Linked DNA regions of Hordeum vulgare: all the other regions are linked to region 3. The links are chromatin contacts, called in public Hi-C maps. All regions are on one chromosome and are shown on one strand. Each heading gives the region's core, a stretch centred on a gene start, on an enhancer-like site or on the middle of the called end of the contact. The rest is flanking DNA. Distances are from core to core; before and after follow the strand shown. Region 1 holds the start of LOC123450598 (sex determination protein tasselseed-2-like). Region 2 has its middle 120 kb from the start of LOC123450598. Region 3 holds the start of LOC123448868 (U2 small nuclear ribonucleoprotein B''-like).

Region 1 (3,404 bases), core at 53-2,552, 300 kb before region 3:
GACACAGAGACAAAACCAATCAAGCCAGAAAAATGCAGCACGAAAGCAAGAATGCTCAGACGAATAACACACGGAATCAATCAATCAATTAACCCATCGAACGAACCAAAGAACTTGAGTAGAGTAGAGTTGCGGGCTAGACAATCATCTTTAATTTGTTCCTCCTACTGATGGTGATCTAGATGCTAGTAGTAGATGGATGCGAGGTCGGTGATGTGAATTTTCACAGCCCGATCAAGTTTCTTGAGGTGGTGACGCCGCCGTCCACGACGAGGTTGTGGCCGGACACGTATCTGGAGTCGTCGCTGGCCAGGAAGAGCACGGCCTCGGCGATGTCCCTGGGCCTGAGCGTCGACCCCTTGAGCGTGGCGAGGCTCCTCACCACCTCCTCCATCTTCTCCACCTCCTGGTCGCTGGGCACGGCCACGTCGAGGCCGATGTCGGCGTCGGCGTCGTCGGCGGCGGACGCGTCGTGGCCCTGGCGCCAGGCGTTGATGAGCATTGGGGTGGCGACGCCGAAGGGCGAGACGCAGTTGACGCGGATGCCGTGCGCGCCGAGCTCGCAGGCGGCGTTCTTGGTGAGCCCCACGATGGCGTGCTTGGAGGCGGTGTAGGCGTGCGGGCCGAGGCCGCCCAGGACGCCGGCGACGCTGGCGATGGAGACGATGCTCCCGTAGCGGCGGGCCATCATGGCGCGCCCCGCGTGCTTCATGCCGAGCGCGGTGCCCAGCGCGTTGACGCGGAGCACGCGGTCGAACTCGCCGGCGTCGAACGTGAGGATGCTCTTGGCGGCGCTGGTCTGCCGGCCCAGCACCCCGGCGTTGTTGCAGAAGACGTCGAGGCGGCCGTAGCGCGACACCGCACGGTCGACGGCGCGCTCCACGTCCTCCTCCACCGACACGTCGCAGCGCACGGAGCCGACGTGCGGGCCCAGCGAGGCCGCCAGCGCGTCGCCCGCGGCGTCGTCGATGTCCGCGATGAGCACCTTGGCGCCGTGCTTGACGAAGAGCCTGACGATGGCCTCCCCGATCCCCCGCGCGCCGCCGGTGACAATGGCCACCTTGCCGTCGAGCCTCTTGTGCATGGGGGTGGGGGCGCCGCTGGCGTCCCACCCATGGGCGTGGTGCGACGGCGACATGGCGGGCTGGTGGGCCTTCTCCGGCATGACGTCCAAGGCAGGCATGGCGGTGGCCGTGGCGAGCTCTTGCGCGTAGGCGGCGAGGCTGGTGCGCAGCGCACGTACCGTCGTCTTCTTGAGATGAGAGGGAAGTGTGTGAAGCGCGGCGAGCTTGCTGTTGATGGTTTAGGGGGAACGCAGGGCGGGGTCTACTTATAGGCTGGCCGGGCGACTGGTTGTACGGCCAGCTCGCGGGACTACACGTAATTCAACGCGTACGTAGTTGTTGCTTCTACTATCTAGCCTAATGAAAAAGTTGTTGCTACTAGTTTATCATCGTTTGATTCGTGATTAGCCAAGCACATACAGTAGTAGTAGTATGTGGCAAGCGGTTCAGTAAGTAGAGGGTGCTTGTACATGGTTGTCTGTCTGGCACTGATGTCATGGTCTTTGCGGCCAACTAAACAGCCTTGTTTAACTCTGATCGGATCAGCACGGAGGGCGACACTGCCTCTGACCGGACTGCATATCTCCGGTCCACGAGGGAGAAAGAAAAAACCCAGAGATGTTGCCAACGCCAGCGCATTCGTAGAAGCGAGGGCGAGGACGACCAACGGATGGAGCAACTAGCAAAAGCAAGGCCGAGACCGACGGGGAGAGAGCCGCACACGGTTGGGCGGACGGATCGGGTTGACCGCGGCTTCAGGTTTTGGGGCGCCGGAGATGGGCTCCGATGACCGCAAGTTACGTGGGGGTCGATGGTCGTGTCCTGGCTGCTGGCTTCAGCTGATGCCGATGCGTGAGCGTGACTAACTCAACAACTAGGACGGATTTCCTTTCAACCATCGGTGTGGACGCTCACAAGATTGAGGAGCACGAAACCGATGCCCTTTTATATTTGTTTTTTGGTTTTCGTGGGACTTTGCATTGCATGGGAATGAGACTACCCGAGGGTTGCTGGGTCAACCCCCTTGAGAGGAGACATTGTGTTTGCTTGGGCTTTCGGCTCTCGACTTTTCAGGCTGGGTAGTTGCCGACCGGAGCCCGGTTCAACACCCCCCTCCTAATTCTACGTGCGAGAACGGTTCCTACGCAACACCATCCTCCTCCTAAGTCCTAACCTAATTCATCGCTTTACTAACCCCTTTTCTTCTTCTTTTGATTTTGAATGAAAACAACAAAAATATCAGCCTTTTAGTGTCTCTCTCCTCTGGTTGGGCTTCACGGTTCCTTTTTCGTATAAGACTGTGATAAGTCTGATTGATCATTATACCTAAAATATTTGCCCAACTTGTAACGTACACCCCCTCGCTTTACCGCGGTGATCGAATTAATCGCCTCGCTTTTTATTGACTCATGGACAATGGTGACCCTAATTTCTGGCCACAGACCGAACAGCTCCATCACACATTCATGCATGGGAACATTTTGGTCGCCAGATTAATCGCATCCAATCGGTACAGAGGAGACATACATATACAGTGCAGAATAGTCTTTTTTTTTCTTTCCTTGCCAGGATGAATAGTCTCCTTTGAAAGGAGACGAGTTTTAGTCCACCCCACACCAACGGCAACCCCAATGTTTAACCTCTACCAAAGTCAAAAGCGAACAAGGCCACGAACCCTACCTCCGCCATCTCATCAACTCTGGGTATAAAAAACTGGCTTCGTCTCTCGTCGGGGCCCGGTTGCAGACGAGCTAAACGAATTGACCAAATCTTGGCGTCACCGCCTGAGCACTTTTGCAGCTAGCGACCAGAGAATTAACTTCACCCAGTACTACTCCGTAGGCATACCGTATTCGTATTACCCATCTCCTCTTTTTTTTGAGCGTATACCCCCTCTCCCTTACGCACGTACTTACATCAGTCTTATCCCGCACCGTGTACATGCATGTATACCAGTATATGTACTGGTGACGTGATGCTGATGTTAACACGTATGTTGTCGAGGTGAGGAAGCCAGGGTGTACGCATGCTACTTATTGAGTTTCCGTGAGATGGCGTAGGGACGTGGCGCTTTCAGTAGACTTTTCTGAGTTATACTCCCACGTAGTTGTAGTAGTATATCCTCTCGTGGAAGGGATGGAGACTATGAAATGAGGGTTAGTTTGTTACGTGGACGAATCTGCTCTTTGTATTTGGCTCTTGACCTTAAACTATTGCTGCTTGCTCGCAGGTCAGCATCGATCGCCTGGCTAGCTAGCTAGCTAGGCATAGCCATGTTATGGCCAAGCCAAGTTGGAGCCAAGCAAATCCATCTTAGCAAAGGCCGGTGCAAGGCTAAGC
Region 2 (3,324 bases), core at 755-3,254, 420 kb before region 3:
CTACATGTACGGAAACTTTTTACAGGAGTTTTACGGACTGGTCTTTCTCCTCACTAATCTCCTCCCCTGATTCTTGGGGTGGGGCCCGCTTTATCTTGATCACCAATCAATACATTCCACCTTAGCTCAGCCCGTAAAACTCGTGTAAAATTCCTGTACGTGTAGCACTGCTCCAACTATTTTGCCCTTTGGCGTAATGGAATACAATGTGTTGTTTCAAGAAAAGGAAAAACTCAGACATACCGGGATAACTCGCAGATAGGAGACACGTAGCATCCAGCTTCTCGACTAGAGCTAGGCACAATGATTTGTGCTGCTGAGCCTTGACACCTGTCCTAGCCACCGTATGCGCTCCATCAGTTTCAATCATAGGCCCTGTTTGGATACTCTAACTCGGTTAGAGGTTAGAGTTAGATTCTAACCCTGGACTAACCCTAAACTAACTCTAACCAAAGAGGTGTTTGGATGAAAGGGTTAGATTGTCAATAAATGCACCTTTTCCAATCATTTGACTCCTTTATCAATGATTTGGTGTGGTGGAGGTAGAGAGAAAAGTAACTTTTTATGGGCCCAACCCAACTCTAACCCAAATAAGTATCTCTTAGGTGGGTTAGCTTTTTTGGATGGGTTAGATGCATGTAACCAACTCTAACCTTCCTGTTTGGATGTTTAGGGGTTAGATTGGTCCAATCTAACCAACTCTAACTCTAACTCATGGATCCAAATAGGGTCATAGAGTATGTGCACAAAGAGTTTTGTCTATCAAGGGCTACTACTGGTACTTGTAGCCAGTAAAAAGAGGGCAATTGCTGAGCAGTGAGCCAGTAACAGCACGTACGTGCAGGCCCGAGCGAGGGCACCATATCATGAAGCAGGCAACGCCCATTATTGTTGCTCAAGATAAGCAAGTAGGAGTAGCTACGTATGCTATGCTACGTATCAAGGCACTGTTCCAGCGGTGGCAGAAAGATAGAGCACTGTAGGGTGGCACAGTGGGTGACTGACGAGAGGAACTGTGGCCGTGGTGCCTGTGTATCGCCGTGTCGAGTGTCCAACCATTGCCCGTCCATGCTGCCTCGCCTCCCGGCCGTTACGTAGACTACTCACCATCAAATACGTACTACTCCCTCCATTCCTAAATATAAGACCTTATACAAATTTCATTATAGACTTCATACGAAACAAAATGAGTAAATCTATATTTTAAAATATGTCTATATACATCCGTATATAGTTCATAGTGCAATCTCTACAAGGTCTTATATTTAAGAACGAAGGGAGTAGCACAGTACTTAGGCACATTGGTTATCCCCTTCCCCTGTCGCTTCTGTCTCGGACTCTCTCGAACGATCTTATATATTTCGCCAGTTCCAACATGCATCACGAATTCTGCAACTCTTGACTTCTTGAGCGATCCAGCTTGCTCAAAACGGTTAGAAATGACAATAGTAGTAGTAGTACGACTTACGAGGGAAAGCAGCAATAGGCCCATCATCAAATCAAAATCAGCATACACCGTCTGTCTGTCACTCGCTCGTTATATGGTTCGTGGAGCCAATCAGGCTGCGGCTTTTTTTCTTCTTTCGAAACGGAATCAGGCTGCGGCTTTTGATTCCGATACTGCAAGAGGACAAGTAGAATAATCTCCCATCTTTCTGGCCGCCGTGCGAAAACTTTCAGGACAGGCTCCATACTCTGCCTCTCCTGTCCTTGAGACGACAACGATTTGACGAAACGACCTCTGCAATTAACAGCTGTAAAGCCAAGTGCGGCTCCTGTCCTTGAGTACTGTATTTGTATGGTCTTGTTGCAATTGTTTTAGCCACGGTATCCAAAACAGATGCCCGCCCAGAGTGGACACACCCAAACGCAACCTGCTGTCCTGATCAGCCAGCCACATCGGCGTACGTACTACTACTTGGAGCACGGCTTAACAATGGGCCTGAAGATTGTTCATCACGGCAAAGCTCCAACTGAATTGACGTTGGTTGGTTGGTGGCACCAAATCTGAGGACAGGGGCCCAAATTCCCAGCATCATCCAACAGGAATTCAGCGGCTTTGTCATCGTTCGGCCGTGCTCTCGCCGCTCACCACACGACACCGACAGCGAATCAGCTTCTCCAGGGAACTGTCCGCCGGTTCCCCGATGGTTCCGCTCGGGTTTCTTTTCTTTTCTTGCGCGGAATGCAAGCGTAGCGCCAAATTCGAACAAACTTTTCAACCGAAAACCGAACTTGCAACGAAGCCACCAACGACTTTTCTTTTGCGGCAAAAAGGTCCGTCTGACGTCTCACCGCATCCCTCACCAAGGAATTTCCACAGTTCGGCCTAGGTTGTGAATTAGGATAACCCGGCGCATATATGCTTGCTGGAATTTCTGTGCTTGCTAGTGCCGGATATGTTCTTGGATAAGTAGATAGGTTAACCGCTATGCATACATAATTTGACGCCCTTTTGTCAAGCGAGAACGATAAACACGAGGGAGCAAAAGAAGAAGTTTAGAACAAAAATGTACTTATAAACCATATTCACCTGACGTGTAAAATGGAGTGACATTCTTGTTTCAAAAAATAAAATGGAGTGACATCCGGTCGGTGCTCGAACATTTCTGGTGGAAACGGAGCATATTTGCCTCTACGCCGTACGCGGCGGCAAGTGATCCACTGCTCATCAAGAGATTATAAATACTAGTTGAACACCCGTTGCTTATCTGCACGCATGGATCGCGTCATTTCACGCCTTTCCGCGGTTCCTCGCTGACCAGTTGGAGCATATATGCGTTCGACAAAAGGTGAAGCATACGTCGTCTCTTAGTCTATTAAGACTCTTTTTTTTTTATATGTATCCAGACTCTATCAATTGCACATTAGCTCTGCGTGCTTATTAGTCATTAGTTAGTCATCATCTGGAGAGATTTCATCTACAGAATCGATTCGTCCCCTTTCTGTTACACTGGTGTCCGTTAGGGTGTGGTAACCAAATGCTAGTTTGATCGCCGGATCAACTTCTGCCGGTCGAAGAAAACTTTGCCACTGTTGAGTTCCCGCAGATGAAGAAAAAGCACAGTGCTACGTTATGGTAACAAAACTGGAATCTGTTCTCAATAAATAAATAAAAAGGGATATGTGTAAGTTTGTATGATCAGTGTATCTTCTGTTTTTATCTGTTTTTTAACATAATAAAAAGTGGTGAAGAAAATTAACACCTAGTTGTACACATGAAAGTTTACAAGAATGAGAAAAAATCGTTTTTTAACACCACTAGTAGTAATTGTGTGCGTGCATAGCTCGTTACTCTTTCCAACCACGTACATAGGGTGTGTA
Region 3 (3,368 bases), core at 792-3,291:
ATGCTTTTAATTCTATATCTGCAACACACATAAACTTCCTGGAAAAAAGAAGATAGAAAAGATTACACTAATCGAATTGCAAATGCACTCAAGTAGTAGATTAGTCCTCCTCCCTTTTCACATTGCAGGTCTTCTTATCCGATTCAAAATCTTTTTCTACACATTAGCACAAGCCTTGTGAACTTTGAAAAAAACAAAATCAAGTCAAGGCATATAAAAACATTGAACGAGCTAGCATATCCGTGGATCGGTCCAACTCAGGCATCCAAGCCAGCTACTAGTTGCTAGCTACTCTGTTTTGAAAGCCATTGACGAGTTTCATTTTCGTGGAAAATCTGGTCCAGTGGGTAAAACAGAGCATCCAGCTGACGGGTGCCTTGGGTTTTAAGTTTAGGATTTTGCTCTGGCGTGGTGTGGTGTGGTCTGTGCGAGAGAGGTTGACCGCCAACCGATCCGGCGGTCAAAGGCCAGGATCCTCCTCCATTGCTCCCACTCTAGAAGGTGTTTTGACCCGAACCTGATAGGCCAGTTGACCCCTGCCGGTGGCGCAACTCGCAGGCACCCTGCTCCTTTCCTGCTGATGAAAAGCATGTCAGTCGCGTCAGTCATGTCCAGCTCTGGTTTGGTATGTCGATCCAAATAATTAATTATGCTGCTTGCGAGTATATAGGAGACCACTTGTTTCTGAGATGTTTTGCTCAGCCCAACCCAACCGAGAGGCAGCTTAACGTGGAGGAAATTTTTTTAGCGAGGCTGAACTGATGGAGTATGTATATTTATAATCGCCCCGTTATCCTGGATTATTATGAACACTGAGTCCCACTGGACCAACTTGTGGCGTGTATCTGGAAGGGGCTAGCTGTCCCATTGCTGCAACTGGAAGTAGACCTCTGCCATGCAGCCCTGCTGATGGGCGGCAAAATGGCCCCGACAGCTAAACGCAGCAAGTCCAGGCGGCAACTTGGGCACACCCAGCCGAGCCGTGCGATGGAAAGGGAAAGGCCGGGGAGGTCCGCACGAGCGCCACCACGTGGAAATCCGTGGTCGGATCCTGTAATAGTAGGTTTTAGCACCACGAAACGACCAGCTTCCCACGGCCGATCTGGGTACTTGGCAGCCATCGCCCGATCAGGACGGATCTATTCACCATTAATTTAATGAATGATGATATGCCGTAATCCCGACAGGAAAGCGGCGATCCAGCAGTTCTCGCAGGGATCCACCATGGATTGGAACGGGCAGCTTCCAGGAACACCAACTGTTCCAGTGCTGGGCGGGCGGCCAATGCCAAGCGGCGTTTCCAGCCGCAGAAATCGAGTTTTGCCGAAAGCCACCCGTTCACACCCGAGCAAGCGCAAAGCTGCCTCCGCTTGTTGGCGACGCCCTTCAAACTTCAGCTGCTCTTTTCCGGTTCGGGAAAAGTGGCCGCGATCAGCAAAACTTTTGACAGAGTAAACGTGATCATTTCTTCAGTTCCTGTAACCTTCGAGAGACCCACACAATGGCCCGTGGGCATGAGATTACTTAGAGGCTTGGAGCAGCGAGGTTTACCTGGTCTTGCCAGAACCAGGAACGTTTTCCGTTGGAACTTTTCAAAAGTGAGCAATTAGAATGAGAGTATATACGAGGTAAAAAAGTAGATGATGGACCAAGTTTACCATGAAACGAGTGAAAAGGCACTTTTGTAGCAAATCAGTCTGAAGTATAGTTCCACGCAAAAAAAAAGAGAGAATCTGAAGTACAGTTATTTTATCTCTGTGTGTGGGGGGGGGGTGCAAAATTTTGAGAGACATGACTGAAGAAAAATACAATTTTTTTTGGGTTTAGGAAAAACAAATGAAAAAGCAGAGCAAAAGTAAGCCCAATAGGTCTACAGAAAAAATCATTCAAACACACCCAATCTACGCGGTCCACAGACAAGCAGGCTGGGCCCATATATTATCCACACCAAAACTGCTCCATCCATACAGCCCATCGACCCGGCCTGTGCCGACCTCGAGGCCCGAAGAGATAAGGGAAGCGGGGTGTACCAGGAAATTTAGAAACCCAAAAATCGCACGGCCCGAAACAGCAAGGTCTAGCGCTCGCCTCTCTCCTCCTCGTCTTCGGCGGCGGCGATGCTCTCCGGCGACGTTCCCCCGAACCAGACCGTCTACTTCAAGAACCTCAACGAGAAGGTCAAGAAAGAAGGTATCCTTCACCCGGCCGCTTAGCGCCCCGCCGCACCCGCTGGCAAAGTCCCTCTCCTAAAACCCTAGCCTCCCGATCCAGGCTGTTAGCTCGTCCGCGCCTCGCTTTTCTGTTAGTAGGATCTCTGGTCTTGACTCTCGACAGACGAAACGTACATAGTGTTAAATGCTGGCCGTAGGAGCTGTGATTGAACTGCCCGATTTTGGTTTCGTTCCATGCTTTTGCTGGAACCCGTGTTTGGCGCAGTCCGTCTCATCCTTTTAGGAATGTCTCGCTCTCTGCAAGCTGCGTCAGAAAGCTTTGAAGGGGGACGAGAAATCTACAGTAGGACTTTGCGAAATTATTGCTTCCCTCTACAGAACATATTTGTAATCTCCAAGCGAGCATGGTCGTATCTGTCTCAAATCTAGTTTGCATAAACAATTGTTCTACTGTTGTAGGTTGTAGTATGCTAGTGATTTCGGTCCTTTCATGCTTTAACGTGTGTTGATCTTTCCTACAGAGCTGAAGAGATCACTCTATGCATTGTGCTCTCAGTATGGAAGAATAGTGGATGTTGTGGCCTTAAAAACTCATAAACTCAGGGGGCAAGCCTGGGTGGCATTCAGTGAAATTACAGCGGCCACCAATGCTTTCCGGGGCCTACAAGACTTCGATTTTTACGGCAAAAAAATGGTGAAACATCTCCACTTTAGTTTATAATAATGTCAAGGTGTTTTATTTTACATTTTATTCTCCGTGTTCTCTTCCGTGCATAAGAAGCACGGTGGGTATGTTTGGTCCGAGACAAGCATTTCTGATTATTAAGTGGGCAATTCAGTGTTCCTATATGGTTCTTAGATTTGCATTAGTAGTTTACCACAACAGTGCTCCATTCAAAGTATCCGCTGATAAATTTTTGTACAGTTATACCTTGAGTTTAAGTCTTGTGTTTTCTTTGTAATCTGCAGAGGCTTGACCATGTGTGCTAAGTTCTTTGCCTAACCGACAATCCGGCGTAGTTATGGCGACCATTTAGGTTGCCAGAAACACTATGTCACTCGCCTAAGTTCAGCTATGGCGAAATTATATTAACAGTTTGTGGAATAGTGTAGATAGACGATATATATTTGTTCTTCAAATGGTGCTAGCATACACTTCTTTCTTAGGTTATACATACTGGTACACTCTTTCAACTA

What was found. A called contact is a pair of places that touch in the nucleus more often than the background predicts.
Region 1: a Hi-C map of seedling shows a contact between it and region 3, with 3 times the contacts expected there. The contact joins the promoter of LOC123450598 here to the promoter of LOC123448868 in region 3. A contact is called at or near these places in 2 of 6 Hi-C or Micro-C datasets (leaf and seedling) and 1 of 1 datasets of contacts at active chromatin or transcription factors (embryo).
Region 2: a Hi-C map of seedling shows a contact between it and region 3, with 5 times the contacts expected there. The contact joins the enhancer-like site here to the promoter of LOC123448868 in region 3. A contact is called at or near these places in 1 of 6 Hi-C or Micro-C datasets (seedling) and 1 of 1 datasets of contacts at active chromatin or transcription factors (embryo).

Annotation. Positions count from the first base shown.
Region 1 is chr4H:441,279,016-441,282,419 of MorexV3_pseudomolecules_assembly, forward strand. It overlaps LOC123450598 (sex determination protein tasselseed-2-like), which reads right to left and starts at 1,303. Exons shown (of 1, transcript XM_045127767.1): 1 at 65-1,303. The coding sequence starts at 1,303. The coding sequence ends at 224.
Region 2 is chr4H:441,160,112-441,163,435 of MorexV3_pseudomolecules_assembly, forward strand. No RefSeq gene overlaps it. Among protein-coding and RNA genes, the nearest start is that of LOC123450598, 120 kb to the right of the region's middle. Within about 2 kb of position 2,005, at least 3 of the 3 cell types and tissues checked have open chromatin away from gene starts, as enhancers often do. A contact at or near this core is called in seedling, where this site is marked.
Region 3 is chr4H:441,580,289-441,583,656 of MorexV3_pseudomolecules_assembly, forward strand. LOC123448868 (U2 small nuclear ribonucleoprotein B''-like) reads left to right here and starts at 2,042. Exons shown (of 5, transcript XM_045125896.1): 1 at 2,042-2,190; 2 at 2,693-2,865. The coding sequence starts at 2,118.